Linked DNA regions of Gossypium hirsutum: region 1 is linked to region 2. Evidence: chromatin contacts called from public Hi-C data. All regions are on one chromosome and are shown on one strand. The core of a region is the stretch at or near the end of the contact, and the rest is flanking DNA. Distances in the headings are between cores, read along the strand shown. Region 1 overlaps LOC107897857 (ethanolamine-phosphate cytidylyltransferase). Region 2 holds the start of LOC107913819 (sodium transporter HKT1).

Region 1 (6,021 bases), core at 1,348-3,847, 160 kb before region 2:
TATTACTCATGCGTCTACTTTGCATGCAGAGAGCACAGGGGGATGCCTTACCCAGTTATGCATGTTCATGAGCGCAGTCTTAGTGTGTTAGCTTGCCGTTATGTTGATGAAGTTATCATTGGTGCTCCTTGGGAAGTTACTAAGGACATGGTGTGGTTTTCTCTTGAATTTTATATTGCTATGTCTATAAATTAATTGTACATCCCTTCGATTACGTATCTATTTATTTGTATCGGTTTAGCATAGTTATTTCCTTGGTGGTGGCACAAAAATATGCAACAAGCTATAGTCTGTTGGCTGTAAGTTTTAACATGACCTAATCATGGTGATGAGGACCTCTATTTTCATTTTTAAGCATTTGAAGTGAGCAAAAGGAAAGGGTCTTGGTTCGATAAGGGGGAATAAGTCTTATTTTCATGTATTCCTTATTCTTATTATCCATTTTATCAAATCTTGTACAAAATAATGCATCCAGAAACAAGAATTTAGATTCAAGATATTGTTCCTTTTAAAGAGTAGACACATCCTCCTTATATGCCAAAGCATGTCCATCCATTAAATACTTGTGCCATACGGCTTGATGATTTAGTTGTTACTAGTTTCTGTAGTCAGGTCTTGGATTTAGAAATCCCCCCTCCTTCTCAGGCCTGAAAAAATACAAGAAATATGTTTTTCTTTTCATTTCTTTTCTTTAAGAATTACTCATTTTTGTTTGTTGTTAACTGGTTGTGCATTTCTGTACTCTCTACAGCAATTCTATTGGTAATTGCATTATTGCTGCTGCCGCTGCTACTACTACTATCACCATTGCTATTTGCTCTCTCACTCTTCAAAATTGGAAAGCTGTCATGGCTCATAATATTTCTTTCTTTTAACAGATTACGACCTTCAACATTTCTATTGTTGTGCATGGAACTGTTGCAGAGAGTAATTCTTTGTTGCCTGTAAGTTTTCAGACCCTCTTAGGATTTAATTCATTGTTATGACCCCTTGTGTCTATGGATTTGGAAGAATTGCTGATTTTGCTTTGTACAGGGTGAAACTGATCCATATGCATTTCCGAAGAGCATGGGAATTTTTCGGTTGCTTGAAAGCCCAAAAAGTTTAACCACGAGTTCTGTATCCCAAAGGATAGTTGCCAATCATGAGGCGTATGTGGTACTACTTACTTACACTAGACTGCATGGGAAATTTTATTCTTGTTTGATTATTTGATGCTTAAATAGAAGTGGAAATTGATCGGCAATTGTTCACATTCTTTCAGAACAACATTACGTGCTAGACATTTAATTTATGGATTACAGATTATATCTTGGCTATGGATATTGTTGAAAAACTTTTTGCATGAGGCATGCACTGAAAGGAGTGTGCTTCTAACATCAATCGCATTTTGTTGGTCATTTTCAATTAGAAGAGAGATCAGTTGTAATTTTCTAGTTCCTTTGTATCTGATTTGCGTATCAAAATGTCTTAACTAGTAACCTGAATCATGGATGTTTTCTACATTTACTAGTTTCTTCATTTTAAGTCCTGCAAGATAGTGTTATTTCAGATGTTTAACCCTTTACTGAATGCTTGGATATATTTAAATATCATCTCTATCCTCAAAATTTTCTGCTGAATTTCAATGCAGAAACGCAATGCGAAGAAGGCACAGAGTGAAATGAAATACTATGAAGAGAAGACTTATGTCGCAGGAGAGTAGCTGATTTAGGTTTCTAATGTTAGCGAGTTTGGTACAGCTCTTCATGCTGCCTTAACAATTCATATTGATGTAGATGATTATATCAGCCTGTGGAAGACACAGACAGTATTATTGGAAGATAGAAAGAGTGCAAGGCATGGCATCAATACCAGAAACTTCCAAGCCAACGCTTAATTTATATAATTTTTGTTATTCCAATTTTTTTTACCCCAGTTTTCTGAGATTTTGAAGAACCCTTTAATAATTTGTTTACTACGATGCTTGTAAACAATGTAATCACTGATTACTTTACCCCTCCCTTGGGTGGGGCGCATGATTTTTGTGTGCTTTTAATTCAAAAGCAAAGGTACTCTGTATATTTGCCTAATTATTTTGATTGTTTCAGAGTGGTGGTTTACGATAAAAGACGTAACAGAAAACAATCATGTAATCAAGAGTGACCTGATTTGATATTTGGTTCTGTTTTCTTTTTGCTTTGCACGAACGAACGCAGAATCTCTTTTACCGTTAAAGAAAGGAAATATGACTCACGTTGGAAGTACAGAAAAAAACCATGTGATTGGAGTGATGAATCAGTAGCCGTTGTTTTCTTGTACATCAATTGAATCGGTAGCTTCCTGGGCAGGAGCCCTCATCAATATCAGCTAAATCCACGTCATTTGCCCACATTATTTTCAATTCCAAAAACTGAACGAGGAAATCGTATCCAACCACGAAACTCGGAAACTGCAGCAGTTATTACAACATGGTGAAGAAAAACATGAACTATTAGGGGAAAAGGAGAGCTAGAGATAAGGTTAGAATTTGAACAAGATAGAATGGGAACGCAACAGAGGATTACTATCATAATGAAGAGAACTATAGCTTGTTCTTGATTCTCCGGAAAGGACTCGTCGTCCTCTATAACGGAGGGCAAATCCGGCGACAAATAGGAGAAATTAGGTTAAATTCTTATTAGACCCTGTACTTTGCTTAAGTTGTGGATTTAGTCTTATATTTTCTGAATTAGTCAATTTTAGGCCCTATACTTCTTGAAATTTAAATTTTAGTCTTGATCCAACGTGGCACTTCAATCTAATTGGTTAAATTATGCTATTAGTCACATATTATGTGTAAAGTTACAAATTTAGTCTATATTATGTGTAAAGTCATTAAATCTATTAATTATTTTTTTGCGAGTAATTACATTTATGATAATATGCTTGCCACATTAAAATTTGAAAATAGCAAAAATTAATGAAAACTTGAAATTTAGTTTCTATACTTTTATTTCGAGGAAGTTAATTGTTCTAGTTTTCAGATTTCAAAATTCATGTCTAACTATTAATGCTGTTAAAATTATTTTATTAAATTTAAGTTCATTATAATGTACTTTTTAGTTACGTAACTACTAAGTGATGTTTCTTTAATTCTAACATGTCACAATAACAAATTTAACAAAAAAAAAAACTTTGTCAATAACCTGATCTGAATTTTAAAATTTGAAAATAAAAAAAGGATAAAATTCCTAAAATTAAAATTATAAAAACTAAATTTTGAAAATGTGAAGAATATATAGACTTATAACCAATTTAATAATTAATCAAAACTAAAATTTTAAAATTGTAAAAAGTAAAAAAAAAAAAACTAAAATAAATTATAAGCACTAAACTAATAAATGATTAGGTGGACGTCCCTCTCTTCAACTTCCCACTCAAACCAATTTTATTCTTTCGTCTTTCAACAAAGAAATTAACTTTGTTGGGTCTTGAACACACGAAACATAGACTGGCTGGTAAAATTAAAAATAATACAAATACTAAAAATTAAAATGATTATTTAGTGTGTTCAATTTTGATTGGATGGGTCCAACGATTTTAAGATTACAATTTTCTTACTATTATAACTATAATAGATGAAGAATTGAATCAAATAAAAAACAAAAACCTAAGTAGATGATATATTTATGATCTATGTCAATTATTTTCCTTTTATGAGATGTATATATTTAGAAACATCATTTTGTTTTATTTATGGTTATAATAAGAAATTTGATAAATTACCTAGAATTTTTTAATATATGGCTTTATGTTTCGTTTTATTCAATTTAAGGAAATATCATTGACTTACTTTTCTTTATTCACTAGAATTTGACTATAAACCTCCACAATGGTGTTTCTAACTTTTAATACATTGTCTTAGAATCTGCTTAAAAATTCGTAAGTATTTTTCGATTTTTTTTATTTAAACTCTAATTAATGTAAGTTATTTTAAAATTATTTAACCTACAAATTTAGTATATCAATATATTCTTTTTCACCCTAGAAAAATAACTCATTATACAATTAAGTATTAGTTTTTACAAACTTTCTGAGAATTTTGTATTTAATTTTGAGGGTTTTTATTTTGAGTTTCGGGGTTTAGTTTTATCTCCATCTCCTGTACTCTTCGTTTTCCATTATAATGAAATTATCTTTGTCCGTAATTTTTTATCCTTCTCGAGGGATTTTTCTACGAAAAATATTTGTGTTCGATTGTGTCAATTTTTTCATTATTTTACTTGTTCGTTGTTTAACCTGATTTATCCCCAACATATTAGCACGTTTATTTTTTTTATATTATGATTTTTAATTATTTTATTACTTTGGAATTGTCTTAATTAGTTTTTGACATGTTTTTATATTATTCTCGATGTTTATGTTGGTGTTATTTGCTTGTGGTAAGAGTACTCTAATTTCATATATAATCTGTGGCTTAAGTACCAAAAATGTCTAATTATGTTAAAAAATCAATTATACTTTTAACCGAATGTTAATAATCAATTTAACATTGAAATATACTTTTCCATCGAAACTTTGACAAGTCGTTAAGAGCTAACATAACAACTGATATAGCAATTGGCATGGAAAATATGATGATGTGATGGTTGCTATTGAAAGAATTTAACATTGAAATCTTAATTGAACTTTTAATTCTTTTACAAAGACTTAAACTTTTTTTTAGAAATCATAAAAGAATCATAAATAATTATAAAAGAGTTATAGAAAATTATATAAAATTAATAAAATGATAAAAATATTAAAAATTTATAAAACTAGTACTTCTTTAAAAATTTTTAAATTTTGAAAATTTTAATAATTTCTAATAATTTTAAAAAATTAATAAACAAATTACAACACCTTTATTTTCTCTCACACATTGCTATAGATCATACCTCAGGCCATCTTTATCAACTTTCCTTGCACTCATCTCTCTTCAACCAAAACTATTTCTCATCATTCAACTTAAGCAATCGAACACTATGAATAAATTCATAGTCACTCACTCAAACCCCTTATTTGACACCTTATACAAGTCTGATCAGTATTAACTTGAAGCTTTCCATTTCCTTATTATAAAAAACAAAGACTCCAAACCTTTAAAATAATTTTTTTATAATTTTCACTATTTTTATAGTTTCATATTTTAATCTTTTTATAAGTTCTAAATTTTTTATAATATTTTTCCATAATATATTAACAGTATTTTATAAATTTAATAAAATTTTTATATTTTTCTATAACTTCTAAAATTTTTATAATATTTTCAATTTTTTCTTAATAGTTTTTAAATGATTTACAAAATTGTACCCATGATGTTCGATAGTTTTAAACGAAGAATGTATTTAATTGAATAAATTGTAAGTTATACTTTGACACTTGAAATTGATTTACATGTTTAACTAAATGAGTGTAAAGCCAAGAGTCATTTGAGTGTTTTAAAAATGGTTTGGAACCCATTGATATAAAATAGTGTTGAGTTGGAAAATTTTGAAGTGTCTTTGGTAGTCCAGTAGGTGACGCCGCGACCTTAGCTTCTCAACGTCACGACTTTGTCTCTCTGCATTGGGATCTTGCATCCAACACACTACGATTTTGTTAGACAACCAATGATGCCATGACACCCTTTGTTTTGACATCTCATCCCTGTACACCATATTATTCACACTACACCATTTTAAGTTGTTTTGACCATCCGAGGGCCCGTTTTGAGTTCTGATCACTTCTGATCTACCCTGAATTGGTTCTAAATGATTTTAAATTGTTACCAAAGCTTTCAAATTGTCTCATTTTTATTTTAACGATTGTATAATTTTTTAAACTTATAACTCTTAAATAAATTTTAAAATTATTACTCGTACATGTTTCGTTGGCTTTTCCCCTTCGTATTGATCATTGGGACAGGTGAGGGGTATTGTAATACTCTTTGTCCGACCCGATCATCGAATCCAAACTACACGATACTATATTCTTTTCTGGAGCAACTAAAAAAAAATTCAATACATATTAACAATGTTA
Region 2 (5,492 bases), core at 1,306-3,805:
TATTATAAATTAATACAAAAATCGAACATAAAATCATAATAATACGTTCAATTATGTAACTTGAATTATTTTTACTTATACAATGATGACGTATGTGTAACAAAGTTAATCGTATATGATAGAATAGATGGCGGAAATGTGAGGCTGGAGATATTGAACAGCTAAATACACAAAAGAAAAACTTCTATATACAGAATTTGTGGGGTCAGAATACTCAAAACCCACTTCAAAAGTTAAACGAGGCAAGTGCTAAACCCCATTTGTTTTCACTATATTATCAACCAAAATGGATGGAATGACATCAAACACCAAAACATGTACGCATATCTTTAAAATATAAATTCAACTATTTTTCTATAAATAATATAATTATTTGTATATGTAATAAGTAAATATAAAATAGTATTACTTTTGTAGTTTTTAAAAATTAAATTAAATTAATAGTAAAACAAAAAATAGTAAATTAAAATAAGGTGGAAATTTCTAAATTGATTTATAATTAATAATATTGGCAGATTTAATTTTAATCTCATGAATTTTAAAAATACCACCGAAGCACAATAAATTGAAGAATAATTTTTTTTTCAAAAGTATAAAAAAAAATCTTCTATTTATTTTTACCAAATCATAAGATCCATCGTCTTCCCTTCTTAATTTATTCTTTTTGGCTTTTTTAAGGTATCAATCGGATCGAGCTTATTGATTAATCCTTCACATTTTGTAGATCCTTAGTAAATGTTTATTATGAATTTTAAAATTGTTTCATAGTCACCGCAAATATTGAACCCGCATATTAAAATACCCTTTTTAATTTTAAATTAAAAAAATTAGGAAAATTTCTGAAATAAGAAATATGAGTAGGCATTAATTCCTTTCGATAAAATGGGAGAATTATGGGAGTGGGTAAAAGTAGTCAAAAGGTAATAATATACATATTCCCTAAAAACAATGATCAAAAGGAATATATATGTTCTCTAGATAAGAAGAATATGAAGATGAGGTTGATGTGGGGTAAGGGTGCATAGTGGATGTGGTTAGCTAGCGAGTTGTCACGGAATTTTGTTGAAGAATATACACCAAGTAATTAAAAAAGAGAGAGAGAGAGATAAAAACGGACTAGAGAGAGAGAGAGACTCACATCATAACAACAAAGAGCACCAAGATTGCTGAGGAGATGGTGGAAAGATCAACTACCGATTCACCAGCATACCTTGAGTTAACCACCTGAAACAGCGAGCCCACAACTTTCTGATATGAACTAAAACCATCCATGGTTTCTGAATTCCATTCCATTGAGCAGAAGAGAATAAACTGAACTAATGTCAACCCAAAAACAGTGGCAGCAAGAAAACAAGAATGAACGCTTGACAGTAAATGACTATAACCCATCTCCTTCCAGTTCTTCAGGATGTAACTGAACTCCACCTTTTTTGTCATTTTGTCAAAAACCCATATCAAGGCTCGTAGGCAAGCTGGATAAAGAGTGTTCCCAATAAGAATTTGTGGAATTAGCAGCAACAGAAGACCCGAATTCTTCTTGAAGACTATCATGTTTTCATTTGTTGGAACAAACCCACAGTTTGCGAACGTAGAAACGACAGTGAAGAAAGAAAATGTTCGTATATCAATACCTTTGGTTTTCAGTGTTTTTCTGGCGCTTGAAACCAGGCTTACATACATAGAAACTAGACTAGAACCAACTGCGTGGACTACTAAAAGATACCCGAAAACCAGATACCCCAAACACCTAGTGGCCTTATACTTGAGACTCTTAATATCGGAAGTCAAGTTTTTGTTACTTTCTAAGTCATTGATAGGTTTCTCATTCGCTAAGGCTGAAAAAGTAATCCTACCCAACTCCACTTCCTGGGCAATGTTTTTTGAGGTCAAGCTGTAGTCTGATTGGAGGCCCCTATTGCTAATAGAATTTACAATGTCCCCATCGAAACTTGGAGGTGTTTCAAACCTGAACCTCCCCAACAGAAGTCCAAGCATGGAAGTGAAGACCTCCCCACCTACCAGCATCAGAATAGTTATAATAATAAGTTGGGTATTGGAAAAAACCTCCATTTCTACAGTCGACATGCTTGAAACCGTTGTTGCTGATACAGAAGTGAAGAACACGTCTATGCTTTTAGGACTAACTGAGCCGGATTTTGGCTTTGACATTTTCAATGCCCCGAAGCCAACCAAAGACAGGACTATGAAATAAGCAAGCTGAACCCAGAAAGGGTTCACTCTAAAGACCAAGAAACGGAAACAAGTGGATATCAAACCACGATAGGATTGGTTGAAGCATGATAGTTTGGAGCGTGAAGTGCTACTAAAATGCTCCAATTTTCTACCGAAGCAGATAATAGTGTTACTCATCTTTATTACGAAGAAAGTTGTATGATAACATATTGACCTTTGAGCAGTAGGGGTATATATACAGAGGGGCAGAGAGGAGCTCTTGTCCAACTTAGTGGGATTTCCCAAGAGAAACAAATAAAAAAACCTTGGTGAGATTTTCAAAGAGAAATAAAAAAAAAAAAAACTTAGTGGGATTTCCCTGCACATGTGACAAATCAACTTAACTATATATAATTGGTTAAATGTTTTAAATAATCCCTGTAAGTTCTTTCAGATTTGATTCATTCACTATAGTTTGAACAATTTTAATCCTTGTATTAATTGAAAATCCTTTACGAACTTTCACCGTTTGTACCGTTAAACAACATGACATGGCATTATCTGTAATTAAGTGGCTTTAGAGTGTCATGTACTCTGTGTACAGGTCGGTATTTATGATTGCCACGTAGTATAATCACCCAAAACAGGGAAGAAAATGAAGAAAAGAGGGTTATATTATATGAAATGAAAAGAATGTTTCATCCATGCTTCCTCGATTTCAGCGTATATTCCCCTAAACCCATACTTCGGCTTCTCTTCAATTCCTTTTTGTGTTGAAATTTTCTTCTTTCATTGCTATGATAATTTCCTATCGTTTAGATGTTTTGGGTCAGCTTCAAGCAACGAACCTCCAACACAATTTCATTTTCATTTCTTTACTGTTTCCCTGCCCAGAAGTATTAGAGGATGAGGGTTTTCGTTTTCTTTTATTTTTGGTTGAAATACGTGGCAATAATACATGCTTAGGTGTACAAGCCATGTCAAACACCTTAAATTCTCTATTTAAAATAGTGCCATGTTAGGTTACTCAACGTCTTTAGTTTAGGATTGAAATTTTGATTGTTGAATAGCAGAGGGACTAAATATGTTGAAATTATAGTAAAGTGATCAAATTCACAAGAAATATAACAGTATAGGGACTGCTTACAGAATTTAACCTTTTTCTTTCGGTGATCTTCATTTAATTTGGTTTTATTATTCTAATAATATGGCCAGCATTTTATGCAGGCGCAACGGTTATAATAAATTACATTATCTACACTAAGGAGTAGAATATAACCATTTGATTAAAAATCATTTTAATAACTCTTTCCTCCAATTTTGTGAGCATTGGGGTATGTCTCTCTTTTTTAATAATAATAATAATAATAATAATAATAATAATAATAATAATAAAAGCCAACCGTATAATATCACTTTTTATTTATTATTCTGACTAGGGGCTGCGCCATGGAGGTAAAGGCTGCTCCGGAAAACTAAATACTAAATTTACTCCATATGGTATTTAAAAATGTTGTTTTATTTTTATTAAAAATTCATATATATATTTTTTAATTTAAAAACATGTTGGATGAGTAAAGATATTTGTTTTCTATAATTTATAATATATGTAAAAGTACGAGTTTGGAAAAAGATTTGGAATGGATAAGAATATCTTTAATGTTATTTTAATTACTAATATGACACTAAATACATAGGTTTTATTAATAATAGAGATTTTATTCATTTTAACTATACAATTAATAAACAAGAACAAATACGAATTTATTGTGAGCAAAGAAAAAAAAAACAATATCCTCTCACTCTACCCTAAACTCTCTATGTGGCTATTGCCTTCCCTCCCTAACTTTATGGAACTCTCAGGAGGGCTAGCCACTAAGAACTAACAACAGTAGTAATGTTTGGGTGCTATAGCCAATAGCCCCCTCACTGATTTTCATAGTTGGAACAAGTCCTGATATCTAAAATTCGGTTGTAGCTAGGGTAACGAAAAAGGTTAGATAAAGAATGTAAAGCTTTTGGGTAGGAAAATTGCCTTCAATGCACTGCTAAATAGGATCACAATACTATGGAAAACAAATTTTCCATTCCAATTAATGGGTTTGGAAAATGATTATTATTTGGTTCAATTTAGTGAAGAGGATGACTATAATAAAGTGCTAACAAATGGACCTTGGGTGATATTTGGTCAGTATCTGACGATTCGTCCTTGTACATCGAATTTTTTGACGACTCAGGATAGGGGGGAATCCAAGTGGTATGGATCTGGTTGTTGGGACTTTCTGAAAGTTACTATTCACCTTGTATTCTCCAAGTTATTAGACAAGTGATTAGTTCGGTGGTTATGATTGATGAACACACTTATTTCGTTAGATTAGCCATTTGTGTTGATTTAAGAAAGTCGTTGATCTCTAAAGTTAGGATTAATGGTCATATTCAGAGGGTTGAATACGAGTCGTTACCCTATGTCTATTTCAAATGTGGTCTGTATGGATATGGGTCTGATTTAAGCTAGAAAGGTTGTGCCTATTCACTAATGGAAGATAATCTCATCAATATGGCAATGCCGAAAAAACTTGGTTCTCAAGATCTAAATCAGCGAGTTGAAGAGGAGGACTACGGACTTTGGATGTTAGTTGAATGTCGGCAATGGCGTAATGGCAGAAGCTTGGGGGTTAAGGTAAACGACATTCAAGGTAGACAAAATGGAGGATCTAGATTTAAGGCTCTGGGTGGGAATCAAGGCAGATCTTAGGAGGTTGGTTTAAACACATAAAGTGAACCCACCGTTGGTAAAGAAATTTCTAATGATAAAGAATTCTCTAATGGTACTGATAAGGAGAAAACCCTAAAATAAGTGTTTCTTAGTTACGAAACAAGTTAAAGCCCAAAGTTAAAGGAGTTTTAATTGGTTCTATAACAACTCGTTTTTCAATGGTATCAAAAATAGTAGTTTCAGTGTGTAACAGCCCGATTTTAGGCCTAGTCAAGTGGTTTCGAGACCACGGATCCGACATAGAAAAATTTATTTTTATTACATTTTAATGGTCTAAAATTTTACAAAATGATTTCATGAAAATTTCGTTCGAAAATTTTGACGTTTGAGTACTCAATATAGCAAAAAAAGTGTAAAAGTTGAGTTCTACATGCTAGAGGTGTCAAATTGTTATGAAATTTTAAATTGAAGGTCTTTAGACGATAATTAAACCATTTTAATTTAACTTGGACAAAAATAGACATGAGGTAAGAGAATTTTAGTGTTTTGAGAAAATGGCATTTTGGTCATTTGGTAATTAAATGAATTAAAAACCAAAAATCAA

What was found. Hi-C and Micro-C count contacts between places; a contact is called where the count stands out from the background.
Region 1: a Hi-C map of hypocotyl shows a contact between it and region 2, with 2.2 times the contacts expected there. The contact joins the enhancer-like site here to the promoter of LOC107913819 in region 2. A contact is called at or near these places in 12 of 34 Hi-C or Micro-C datasets (anther, callus, hypocotyl and 3 more).

What each region holds. Positions count from the first base shown.
Region 1 is chrA08:22,904,359-22,910,379 of Gossypium_hirsutum_v2.1, forward strand. LOC107897857 (ethanolamine-phosphate cytidylyltransferase) reads left to right here. Exons shown (of 10, transcript XM_041074720.1): 7 at 30-150; 8 at 879-944; 9 at 1,036-1,151; 10 at 1,634-2,061. The coding sequence ends at 1,667. Among protein-coding and RNA genes, the nearest start is that of LOC121205547, 7.6 kb to the right of the region's middle. Within about 2 kb of position 2,598, at least 6 of the 9 cell types and tissues checked have an H3K27ac peak or open chromatin away from gene starts, as enhancers often do.
Region 2 is chrA08:23,061,231-23,066,722 of Gossypium_hirsutum_v2.1, forward strand. LOC107913819 (sodium transporter HKT1) reads right to left here and starts at 2,556. Exons shown (of 3, transcript XM_016842505.2): 1 at 1,139-2,556. The coding sequence starts at 2,370.